Linked DNA regions of Gossypium arboreum: region 2 is linked to region 1. A link is a contact called in public Hi-C data. All regions are on one chromosome and are shown on one strand. The core of a region is the stretch at or near the end of the contact, and the rest is flanking DNA. Distances in the headings are between cores, read along the strand shown.

Region 1 (6,644 bases), core at 840-3,339:
GTCTTGAGGCACAGTGCTAGATGTTGTTAGTTTGAGTTGGATTCGGAGCTTGACTTCATAATTGGTCTCATATAATCTCATGGCTGCTTAATTGAGATTGTTGGATTTGTAATGCATGAATATATTTGTGATTGGTAAAATGGTTAGAATTACGTCATGTTTACATATGATTTGGAGGTGAATGACACTATGAGACCAATCGGTTTATTTGTTTTGAGTAATTGAGAATTATAAATGATATGTTTTATATCATGATTAATTGTTTAATTTATTTCGTAAATGAATTGAAATAGTCTAAGTTGCTCCGACAACGTAATGTAATATCATGCATTCAGATCCAACGGTCGAATCAAATATGAAATATGATAGAAACACTAGACATATATCTCATTCTGCACTTAGATTCTTGTTTAATATTTCTCTACCCTACACCTATATTACTCATATTCATCCCAAATATGTGTCCACCACGGAAACTAGGAGTGATCAAACTTTGGTTAAAACTGAATTAACCGACTGAACCTATCTAATTTGGTTAATTGGTCGAAGGTAAGTTAAAAGTTTTTTTGAATTCCAGTTAACGGTTAATTCGATTCGAATCGGGTAATTAACGAATTTAATAAATAATATTATATATTATATGTATTACGCTATTATTAGTTTGGTTAATTTGGTCAAATGAACATTATAAATTTATTACTTTTATATGTTTTATACTTGTTTTAACAACAACAAAACAAAACATATAAATTTCGATTAACCGACTAAATTAACTAAAATATTTCAATTTGGTTAATGACTAAAGGATAAAATTTTATTAATTTAATTAATAATTGTTCGATTTCATTAACTGATCGATTAATCGTATAACGAACTTTTCTAAATTTTTTTCATATATTTGGAGAGCTATATCAATGAAGAGTCAGATATAAAGTTGTCGTTATGAATATATGATATTCGAAACTGAGATTTCAAAATTGACCAATATTGACGAAACCTAAATCGACTAAACCAACAACACCCAAATCACCAGCAACCCCACCTCCTCCATGAAATGAGGCTCAACCAAAGGGTGCAGATGCCAATGATAGCCCGAACGTAAGCTCTAATCGTAGCCCTGACCACAGTGAAAATTCTACAGTAGGTAATCATAAAGTACCAATGGAAATTGATAAAACCGAAGGCTAATTCACGTAATGCAGAAATTACTGGTCTGGCGATTTGGTTTATTGATTTGTGCAGCCAAAATATAATGTCTTAAAGCAATATGTTTTAAAAGAGCCTCAGACCAACTCTTGGCGTAAGGCTGACAAAGGGCTGTCTTTGCTGCCATTTTGGGCAGTTTGGTTTGGTTCTCCTCTCAATGAAATAGCATCATCCTCAGGATTCACGAAACTTCTACATTGCTATGGCCAATACCATCTGGATTATATAAAAATAACTCATCTTTCGGGGATCTAATCCCTATACTATAGGTGTTATTAAAAGAATTTTTTCTCTCTACCATTCGATTCACAGTGTCTATCCTAGTAATATTTTTCTAACTAATGAATCAAAGTCTCAACCTTCTATCAAGCCTAGAGAACACTTCTTCCAATAGTCTTTATTATTAAGCATTGTTCAAAATCGACAAAATGACATGATTGAAGGAGCTGCCATTGATCAAAACTCAAATGGACTCCAACTGCTGTCCATTTGAAACTTCAAGTTTGCTTGCATCAATAGAAAGTTCTACTTCCCCTCCTCTTTTATAGTTCAATTTTTTTTTTCATGAAATAATTTCGAACATCATAAATTCACGAATTAAATTCTACTCATCCACTATACTGATTGTCGAATTATTGCTTGAAACTTGTTAGTCAAACTTTAAAAATAAACCTAACAGTTAAGTGAATTAAATAAAAACTTTCAAGTAGTTCAATGACTTAAATGGAAATTTTTGAATAATTTAATGATCATTTTGTAATCTTTTAAAGTTGAGTGACTAAAATGTAAACTTAATAATAGTTTAGTGACTTGGGTGTATTTAACCCCCTAAAAATCCCCCACGAATGTAAACCAATAAAATAGCCCAAGGGCCGCCACACCATGCGTTTCCAATCCAACCCACCGCACTTTGGCCCTTTTTCAAGTGACCAACTGACAGCTGAAGGCGCTTTTCCTCTTTGTTTCCCTTTCAATTTCCGCTCCTTCATGTGTTCATCGATTTCTATTATTCTTTTACATTTGCCTTTGTTTATCTTCACCATACCATTGAAGTTCAATCATACTTAAAACTGGTATTTTTTAAAATTTATTTTTCCATAGCCATATTTCTTGATTTCCCCATATTATCTTTATTTTTCTGCATTTCAGAGAAGACGGTATTATAGGATGAAACATAAATTGTTACTTTGTGGAAATTAGGGTTTTAATTTTCATTCTGTTGCTTATTATATGCATTAATGTTTATATACTTAAGGCATTTTGTTTTTTGTTTTTTTTCCTGTTTTAGTTATTCACCTGCTGCGACTTGATATGCATTGTTAGCTGTATAATGAAAACTATAATGCTGCCGGCGTTTGCTTTGAGGCGATGTATATCGACTTCGGCTTGCCTCTGCCAAAGAATCAAGCAAACAGGTTACCTTCCCTTAAGCCTTTTCTGTTGATTAATTCGTTTTTTTAATGTGTTAAATTGGTGGGAAGTTTAGGGTTTCATATAATGAAATGTATGAAAGCTAATTTGCTAATTGGTGATTTTGCTGACAGATAATGAGATAGTGCAGATGTTCCAGTTGCCTGCTCCAGAGAATGAAATGCGGGACTGGGCTTTTAACCGGAATTTTCCGAAGAAGAATCCTTATGCTCGAACATTGGACAAGAGGTTTATAAGAATTTTAAAAATATTTAAGTGGGGGACTGATGCAGAGAAGACATTGGAAGTGCTAAAGCTGAAGGTGGATCATCAGTTGGTTCGAGAGGTTTTGATGATAGATGTAGAGATTAATGTCAAGATCCAGTTCTTCAAGTGGGCTGGGAAAAGAAGGAATTTTGAACATGATTCTACGACATACTTGGCTTTGATTCATTGTTTAGATGAAGCGGGACTTGTTGGTGAAATGTGGAAAACTATCCAAGACATGGTCCGGAGTACGTGTGTTGTTGGTCCTGCTGAATTATCCGAAATTATGAGAATATTAGGCAAGGCTAAAATGGTGAACAAGGCTCTCTCCATCTTTTATCAGATTAAAAGCCGCAAGTGCAAGCCAACGGCTAGTACTTATAATGCTATAATCTTGATGTTGATGCAAGAAGGACACCGTGAAAAAGTTCATGAACTCTATAATGAGATGTGTAATGAGGGTAACTGTTTACCGGACACAATAACATACACTGCACTTATGTCCACTTTCAGTAAGTTAGGTCGTCATGATTCTGCCATTAGATTGTTTGAGGAAATGAAGGAGAATGGGTTGCAACCTACGCCAAAGATTTATACAACCTTGATTGAAATCTATTTTAAGCTAGGTAGGACTGAGTCAGCTTTAGGTCTATTCCAAGAGATGACAGGGAACGGCTGTAGCCCAACGGTTTTTACTTACACAGAGTTGATAAAGGGGCTTGGAAAAGCCGGAAGGGTTGAAGATGCCTATGGCATATTCATGAACATGTTAAAAGAAGGTGGTAAGCCTGATGTTGTGCTTATTAACAATATGATTAACATTTTGGGCAAAGCGGGTCGATTGGAAGATGCTCTTAAGCTTTTCAATGAAATGAAGTCTTGGCGATGTGTACCTAATGTTGTAACATATAACACTATAATTAAAGCTTTATTTGACAACAAAGCCCCAATTTCCGAGGCATCATCGTTGTTTGAGAAGATGAAGGCCAATGGTGTTGTTCCCAGTTCATTTACTTATTCAATTCTTATTGATGGTTTCTGCAAGGCAAACAGAGTTGAGAAAGCTTTATTATTCCTTCAAGAGATGGATGAAAAAGGCTTTCCTCCTTGTCCGGCTGCATATTGTAGCCTGATCAATAGTCTAGGGAAGGCAAAACGATATGAAGCAGCAAGTGAGCTATTTCAGGAATTGAAAGAGAATTGTGGACATTCAAGTGCTCGGGTTTATGCTGTGATGATAAAACTTTTTGGGAAGTGTGGCCATCTGAGTAAGGCTGTTGATCTATTCAATGAGATGAAGAAACTGGGATGCAACCCTGATGTTTATACTTACAATGCACTGATGTCAGGGATGATAAGAGCAGGCATGATAGATGAAGCTCATTCCTTGCTGAGAACTATGGAAGAAAATGGTTGCACCCCAGACTTGAATTCACACAATATCATTCTAAATGGCTTAGCTAGGACAGGTGGCCCAAAGCGGGCAATTGAAATGCTTACAAAGATGAAGAACTTAAAGATTAAACCAGACGCGGTATCTTACAATACGGTTCTTGGTTGTCTCAGCCGAGCTGGTATGTTTGAAGAGGCTTCCAAGTTAATGAAAGAGATGAAAGCAAGTGGGTTTGAATACGATCTCATCACCTACTCATCAATACTTGAGGCAGTTGGCAAGGTTGATGAAGATAATAATCTTACTGCTTTCTGATGGAGTCCTTATCATTAGGTCTTTCATACTTCTCCCCTACCTTTTTTGGGTTTTCTTTTTTGCTTTCATAGTAGACTTTTTATTGGACCTTTTTGAAAACATGCTAATTAAAGAATGCTATTTGAAGCATTGATATATGATATTCTTATTACCCATATTTTTCGATAGCTTATATGGTTTAGATGATCATTTTGATGTTAACTCGGCTGCCTCTCGCTTATTTGATAATTCCATCCTTGGTTTACTGCATACGTAGATCATTTTGTCCTAAACTGACTTGGTTAAGTGTAGAATTGTCAAGCTTAAGTTTTGGGGATATCACTGGAAACTACGGAAGAAGCTGGCATCTGGATAACCAAGGGATGTTGAATCCGTTATATGTACAGATAGAAGACTAATGGAGTGGGCACACTCTTCAAACTAACTGTAGTTCTCAAATGAAGTAAACACTTAACAAGTTTGCCAAAATATCTCAAATATAAATTATTACAAGCTGACATTTGCTTCAGTAGCTGACCTAAGAACATATTATTAACTGAAGATTTGCCTGACAAGGATATAACGGGTGCTGTTCCGTACCTGCACAAACTGTTGATGCTTTTATAGGTTATTTTAGATCAACTACTTGATATTTTGACATTTTGGTGTGCTCTTGATAACATGTGGTAATTGTCGACACAGAATCATCCATTTGTTGGTGATGAAGGTTCATTCCACTTTACTGCATAGCTGTCTTCCGGGGTAATGCTTGTAGCGAGGTTTAGTTTTATAATTCTTATGGGAAAACGTTTTCTGAGCCTTTTCAGTTTTGGTTCATGGATTTTTATACTTGTTTCTTTTTCTTTTGCAGGTTGAGGGTCCCTAGAAATTGAAGAAAACAAAATTCCAGTAGCAGAGTTACCTTCATACATGCAAAGATGATGTAGAGTCGAAAGCAATATGGACAAAACCAACACTTGATGTTGAGCCCTATGGTAATATGCTGTCAGCTAATTTCCTGAAACACCAACACTTTTTTTTATCCCCATGTATAGTGTTCTTTAAACTACTTATTGCTTTGTGCCTTCAGCTATTAAGTGGCAAAAAGTATGATTCCTTTACGTCTCCGGGCAAGGAAGAGTTTACTACTGAGCTTCTGAACGTTCTCTCAATCCTCTTGGAGATAGAACTGGTCTAAATCCAAGTACAAACTGAAATGGCATCTGCCATGATACTTCTAGTAACATAATATATCGGCTGACAAGCAAAAAAGAATGGCCTTTTTGCTCTTTTCTATGTCTCTATTCCCAGGTCTCACCCCATCATCGGTCTTGCCCCATTGTCGGAAAATGAACTCGCAGGTCATAAATGGGTATGTATGGAAGTTGAAGTTTTGGCAGGCAGCAGGAGAAGAGCAGCAGGTTCAACTTCCAGCATACCAAATCAAGTTCTTTTGTTGCTTAAGGTTGGAGCCCTTGATGATTACAATATCACAGAGAACAATAGTATTAAAGAAGATCAAAGGAAATTAAAAAAATGATTTCATGTACTCCTTTTGGTAATTTTATCATTTGATTACTGAAAGTTGATGTTTCAAAAGGTGGATATTATGTTTTGATTATTTCTTTTTATTAGGCACTATGCATGCTAATAAAGAGCTAGAGCTTAAAACTACATGATGTTGCACCAAGTATAAATTGATATTATCCAGTCTTATGTACTACTAAACGAAACAGCTTATTAGTCCTGGGCGAACCGGTTTAGTTCGGTTCATTTTCGTCATAGGGTTGCACTCTATAATGGATTATAGTTTAGAACAATAAATCAAATCATGTACATATTTACCCACTCAATCAACACCTGACTGAAGGTTTCTGCTTTTTTCTTGTTACATGTAAAAAAACCAAAAAGGCAAGTTCCTGGAGATGGTTTGTAGCAAAAAACTGAAAAACCGGCTATATGCAGTCCGATAAGCCAGATCACTGCATCACATCTTTAAGTTCACACTTCACCTGCAAAAATGATGCTAATAATAGCAAAGTCCATGATTTCAAGCTCAATCCATGGAGGCCGC
Region 2 (6,446 bases), core at 3,825-6,324, 190 kb after region 1:
TATAGCCGAAAATAATAAAATAAATAAAAAGAAAAATCCTAATTTCATTGTCAGAATCATTATCCTTTCTTTGTCAATTTGTTGTCCATTTATTTCTTTGTTATTCTATTTTGCAGGTGTGCATGGCATGAAGAGGAGACTACGCACGCATAGAAGCTTCAACGCGTATGGAAGAATCAATTGGAGGCTACTACAGCTGAAGATTCTAGTGACCTAGGGTTTCTGCCGAAAAATTTATTAGTGTTTTGGGCCATTGGGCCCGTTTCGTTTTATTCGGGTATGGGGTTTGGGTTGTTTGTTAATTAGGCTAGTTTTAGTAGTTGGGCTGAGTTGTAAAAGGACTTGAACATTTTATTTCATTGGTTTTAATTTGGTGTAAGCCCGGACAGAAATTGGGTCTTACAGCTGCCCCTCTTTGCTCATTATCGTGTAATGAGAATAGAGCAAAGACTTTAAATAGGGTCAATTTTGCCCAGTTTTGTTGAATCTTGACTGCAATTTTAGAGAAATAGGATCGGTGGCTCAAATCTTCTCCATTGCCGATACATGGAAATGAGATTCATCATCTACGAAGATCTGCTCCGTTGCAACTTCAAGGAGATAAAATCTTCAATTCTTAGTCTGCTTCCTTGGTACCTCAGGAAGATAAAACTCATTCTTCAACCTGCTTTCTTGTTACATCAGAGAGATAAGGCTTGGTGGTAAAATATGCTCCATTGTCGATACACAGAGATAAGATTCACCATTCTCGATCTACTCCACTGCAATTTTAGTGAAATAAGATCTTCAAATCTCAGTCTGTTTCCTTACTATCTCAGGAAGATAAGACTCATTCTTCAACCTACTCTCTTGCTACCTCAAAGAGATGAGGCTTTGAGGCTTAAATCTGCTCCATTGCCGGTACATGGATGTAAGATTCGTCTCTTCCAACCTTCAATCTTCAGTCTGCTCTTAAGGCTTAAATCTCAGGAGGATAAAACTCATTCTTCAACCTGCTCTCTTGCTACGTCAGAGAGATAAGGCTTGGTAGTAAAATTTGCTCCATTTCCGATACATGGAGATAAGATTCACCATCTTCAATCTCCTCCACTGCAACTTCAGGGAAATAAATCTTGGGGCTTAAACTTGCTCCATTACCGATACATGGAGATAAAATTCGCCTCTTTCGATCTACTCCACTTCTATTCAGGGAAATAAGATCTTCAATCTTTAGTCTGCTTCCTTGCTACCTCAGAAAGATAAGACTACAATCGCCAACCTGCTCTCTTGCTACCTCAGAGAGATAAGGTCAATAGCTAAAATCTGCTCCATTACCGATACATGGAGATAAGATTCGCCATCCTCTATCTGCTCCGCTACTGTTTAGGGAGATAAGATCTTCAATCTTCACTCTGCTTCATTGCTACCTCAAGAACATAAGACCATCTTCTTCAACCTGCTCTCTTGCAACCTCAGAGAGATAAGGTCAATGGCTAAAATCTGCTCTATTTCCGTTACATAGAGATAAGATTCGCCATCTTCGATCTACTCTGCTACTGCTTAGGAAGATAAGATCTTTCAATCTTCAGTCTACTCCACTGCAACCTCAGGGAGATAAGACTTGTTATGATTTGCTTTACTGCAACTGACACTTCAACCTGCTCCACTGCAACTTCAGGGAGATAAGGTCTGACTTTACCGATGTTACTACAACATCCTTTGGGACATGTCCTGTAGACTCGGTTTTCTGTATCTTACTTATGCCAAATAATTAGGATGTTATGATCAAAATGAATCAAATACTCCTAACTAGATGTAATACTTATGTCAAATAATTAGGATACTATGATCAAAATGAATCAAATGCACCTAACTAGATGTGATGCTTATGCCAAATAATTAGGATGCTATGATTGAAATGAATCAAATGCTCCTAACCAGATGTGATATGATATATGAATACAAAAAAAACTTGAGGTATCATCGCTCGTAGTTCACCAGGGCTCCATCACTAATTTATTATGCTGCCATCCTGTTCGGCTGGTATTCTTGACAAAAAACCCAAAGAAACAATCACATTTTGCTTAGCAAGCTTGCCCTGCTGTAATTTCAGAGTCCCTTACACTGTAATTCTTGGGACATAAAGTTTGAACTTCCCATTGCAACCTCAGGGGAATAGACATTTGATTTCCTCTATCCATCCTGTGACAACTCAGAGGTATAGGATTTTCAATCAATTTGATCTGATGAACAGACTTATATGACTGATATCTGCATGAATACAGAATACCATTTTCTTTCTTCAAGAATAATCCCACTGCTCATTCCTTGCCGGGATTATAACACCAATTAATATCTTTGACAAAAAATCCAAGGAGATAATCCCAATTTGGGCTTAAATATTTCCAACCTTAAGCTTGGTTGGTTTTAAACAATAGTCCTATTTCATGCTCCTGTATTATTTAGAAACTCCCCAAAGTAATATGCAAAACTTCCTTTATGAATGTATTATTAGTCCAAAAAATCGTTATTTCAGTGCAAAATGCTTGAATAGATCATAACCATGGATAAGAAAGGAATTGATTGAGAACATAGCTCGAAACAAACAAGCAAATACAACCCAGAAAGAAATCTATTAGGATGTGACCTGAAAAGAATAAGGTAATCAAAGATAACAAACAAAAAATAGGTGAAATGGAAAGCTAGATGCCCCAGATATCGCAGCTTGGGCTAAAGTGAAAGCATGCACAAATCAAAGAACCAAATTTAAAAAAAACAAGGCAAAATGAATAAGACGCGATTGAATAGTCCAACAAAGTACAAGGACCACGCGCGCAAATTGACCATTCAAGGTCAAAAGCTCGAATCCGGGTCACAAAATGGGTCAATGCGTGGATCTACTTCCCATAACCAGCACCGTTTGGTGTTCTGCATAAAACAAGATAAAAAAAAAAACCTAAAACTAACATTTATTACTTGAAAACAAATCAAAACAAAGGAAAACTAAAGCCTATTTCCCTTCTTCATTCGGCCGAACCTAAAGCATCCTTTAACCGTTGTTTTGCCTCCGTTTTCAGTAGACGATCGTCGCACGAACGCTAATCGACTCCACTCGTCCATGAATCTGAAAGTTTTACCATTCCTAGACCTCATAATCCTTATTTAAGCTTCGATTTCTTCAAAGCAAACAAGGATTTGAAGGCTTTTATCAAGATAAGTTCCCTCCCCTTTCTTTATTTTTTTTTTGTTTTTATACTCATATAATAAATATTTCAGAAAATAAGAGTAAAATCGAAAGAATAATCAAATCTAAATCACCTTTTGGAAACAAAATTCTCTGGAATTGATTTCTATTTTTCTCTCATATGTATGTATATTTCTAAGAAAAAGAAGATGAAGCCCCTTTACATTCCATTTCATTCAATTTTTATAGCCGAAAATAATAAAATAAATAAAAAGAAAATTCCTAATTTCATTGCTGTAATCTGTTATTCTTTGCTGTCAATTTGTTGTCCATTTGCGCTGCTGTTATTCTATTTTACAGGTGTGCATGGCATGAAGAGGAGGCTACGCACGCATGGAAGCTTCAACGCGTATGGAGGAATCGATTGGAGGCTACTACGGCTGAAGATTCTAGTGACCTGGGGTTTCTGCCGAAAAAATTTATTAGTGTTTTGGGCCATTGGGCCCGTTTGTTTTATTCAGGCATGGGGTTTGGGTTGTTTGTTAATTGTGCTAGTTTTAGTAGTTGAGCTGAGTTGTAAAAGGACTTGAACATTTTATTTCATTGGTTTTAATTTTGGTGTAAGCCCGGGCAGAAATTGGGTCTTACAAAGTGGAGTGGACTTCTTCCCCAAGCATTTGGATTGAATTTGAATCCTACAATTATCATTATGAAGGTCTTTATTTGAATCCTACCTTGGCCCAAACAATATTAATCTCGGATAATAAAACAAATGATGACACTTATAGTTAAACACACACACACACACACACATTAAACTAAAATTCATGGGTAGTTTTGATATTTATCTCTTAAAATTAAAATGGTTAAAATATTTTGTTAGTCATTGTACTTGTTTAGAATTTGTTAGTTCATGTACTTTAAAATTTAAAAATTCAATCCTCCTAGTTTTTCCATTTAAAATCCTAATCCAATCATTATCATCGTTGGTAATTTCTATCAGAATTTATTAACTTATCATATTTATTTCTGTCAATCATATGCTACATCATATGAGGACAACCTAACCAAAATTCTAAATTGATAAATTTGATGAAAATATTTATAATTTTAATTACTAGATCGAGATGTTTAAATAAAAAAGTTGGGATTTAATTTTTAACTTTTTTTGTTACAGGGACTAAATATCAAGTTTTGTCAAAATACAGTGACTAATAGCATATTTTAACCAAGTTAAAATCAATGATAAACTACACCCAAGGTTATTAAATTATTAGTAAGTTTACGTTTTGGTCACTCGACTTCAAAAAATTACAAAATGGTATCGAACTATTCGAAAGTTTCTATTTAAGTCATTGGGCTATTAAAATTGTTGATGTATGGCCTTCTCCACTCACATCGCCAGCACCAATCGAAACCATTTTTTTACCTAATTTTTCTTCTACAATTCTTTTGTCTCCGACATTAATTGCTAATTGACTTGAATCGAATATATGTTTTTTACTTGTCAATGGATAATGATCCATAATACCGATCGTCAAATCATTGCTTAGGGCTCGCTAGCTGGACTTTTAAAAAAAATAACAATCCAATGATTTAAATAAAATTTTTTGAATAGTTTAGTGATCATTTTGTAACTTTTTAAAATTGAATGACCAAAATATAAACTTACTAATAATTTAGTGATTTTAGATATCAATCTTTTCCAAACTTAATCAAAGTGGGGTATAAGGGGCCGGGCCAATACCCCCCTCCAAGGTATTCTTTTAACCCATATATGAAATCAATTTCTCTATGATCTATCTTTTAAAAAATATTTAAAAATATTAAAAAGAAAAACTTCTCTTTCTCTCTCAACCTCTTGTTTGGTCGTCTATATATAGTCACTAGAATCCATCATATCTCTTCAATTCCTTCATTTTCTCTATTCCCTTTTTACATCAAAAGTACACCCCTCTCTCTGCTACTGCTCCCTCACTAACCTCCTTTCCAACTCATATTCAAATCCCTTTTCTTAAGCTCTCGATTTTTTAACTATGCCTTCGAGACTCTCCGATGCCATTATCAGACCTCATCCTGATTTCACTTCCCTTCAAGAACTACCTGAGTCCTACGCATGGAACCAACGCGACGATATTGACTACCCTTCCTTCGACTCCTCAGCCGAATCCGTGCCGATTATTGATCTTAATGACCCTAATGCTCTCCAAAGTATTGGCCATGCATGTAGAACTTGGGGTGTTTTCCAAGTCATCAACCATGGTGTCTCCACTACTCTACTTGACATGGTTGAATCCACCAGTCGAACCCTTTTTTCTTTACCAGTTAACCAAAAACTGAAAGCTGCTCGATCACCTGATGGTGTCTCTGGTTATGGTTTTGCAAGGATTTCTTCTTTTTTCTCTAAGCTTATGTGGTCTGAAGGTTTCACTATTGTTGGTTCACCCGATGAACATTTTCGTCAACTTTGGCCCCATGATTACACCAATCACTGGTGAGAACACCCATTTCATCATTGTGCTATATATACAGTATATGTTTGATTTTGTTTTAGTGGAGTTTTTTTTTTTAAATTTTATTTTGATTCTTTTTTCAGTGATGTGATTAAAGAATACAAGCAAGAAATGAAGAAGCTAGCAGGGAGATTGATGTGTTTGATGTTGGGTTCATTAGGGATAACAGCCAAACAAGATATCAAATGGGCTGGCCCAAAAAGTGATTTCAAAGAAGCTTCAGCTGCTTTACAATTGAATTATTACCCAGCTTGTCCCGACCCAGACCGAGCTATGGGCCTCGCCGCGCATACCGACTCCACCCTCCTTACCATCCTTTACCAAAACAGCACTAGTGGGTTACAAGTACTAAAAGAAGGAGTAGGGTGGATCAAAGTCCCTCCGGTACCGGACGGGCTCGTGATAAATGTAGGTGACCTCATGCATATTTTATCCAATGGCTCCTACCCCAGTGTCCTTCATCGTGCCATGGTGAACCGGACCCGTCACCGGTTATCGATAGCCTATTTATATGGACCACCATCAAGTGTCAAAATATCACCCCATCCTAAACTAGTAGGCCCGACTCACCCACCCCTTTACCGACCAATTACTTGGAATGAATACCTAGACACCAAAGCAAAGTATTTCAACAAAGCACTCTCATGGGTTCGTGTTTGTGTCCCTCTAAATGGATTGGTTGATGTAAATGAACACAATAATAGCGTAAAAGTTGGCTAAAAGACAACCATATTTTTGTTCTTAATCACCTTTTTGTTCTTTACCTCGGT

Evidence for each region. Hi-C and Micro-C count contacts between places; a contact is called where the count stands out from the background.
Region 2: a Hi-C map of leaf shows a contact between it and region 1, with 2.8 times the contacts expected there. The contact joins the promoter of LOC108485459 here to the promoter of LOC108486188 in region 1. A contact is called at or near these places in 3 of 5 Hi-C or Micro-C datasets (all in leaf).

The regions. Positions count from the first base shown.
Region 1 is chr6:2,142,970-2,149,613 of ASM2569848v2, forward strand. LOC108486188 (pentatricopeptide repeat-containing protein At3g16010) reads left to right here and starts at 2,090. Exons shown (of 5, transcript XR_008284217.1): 1 at 2,090-2,279; 2 at 2,495-2,621; 3 at 2,751-5,332; 4 at 5,442-5,565; 5 at 5,661-6,169. It overlaps LOC108486190 (trihelix transcription factor ENAP1-like), which reads right to left. Exons shown (of 3, transcript XM_053029615.1): 3 at 6,381-6,596. The coding sequence ends at 6,572.
Region 2 is chr6:2,331,346-2,337,791 of ASM2569848v2, forward strand. LOC108485459 (gibberellin 3-beta-dioxygenase 1-like) reads left to right here and starts at 5,075. Exons shown (of 2, transcript XM_017789299.2): 1 at 5,075-5,657; 2 at 5,760-6,421. The coding sequence starts at 5,200. The coding sequence ends at 6,396.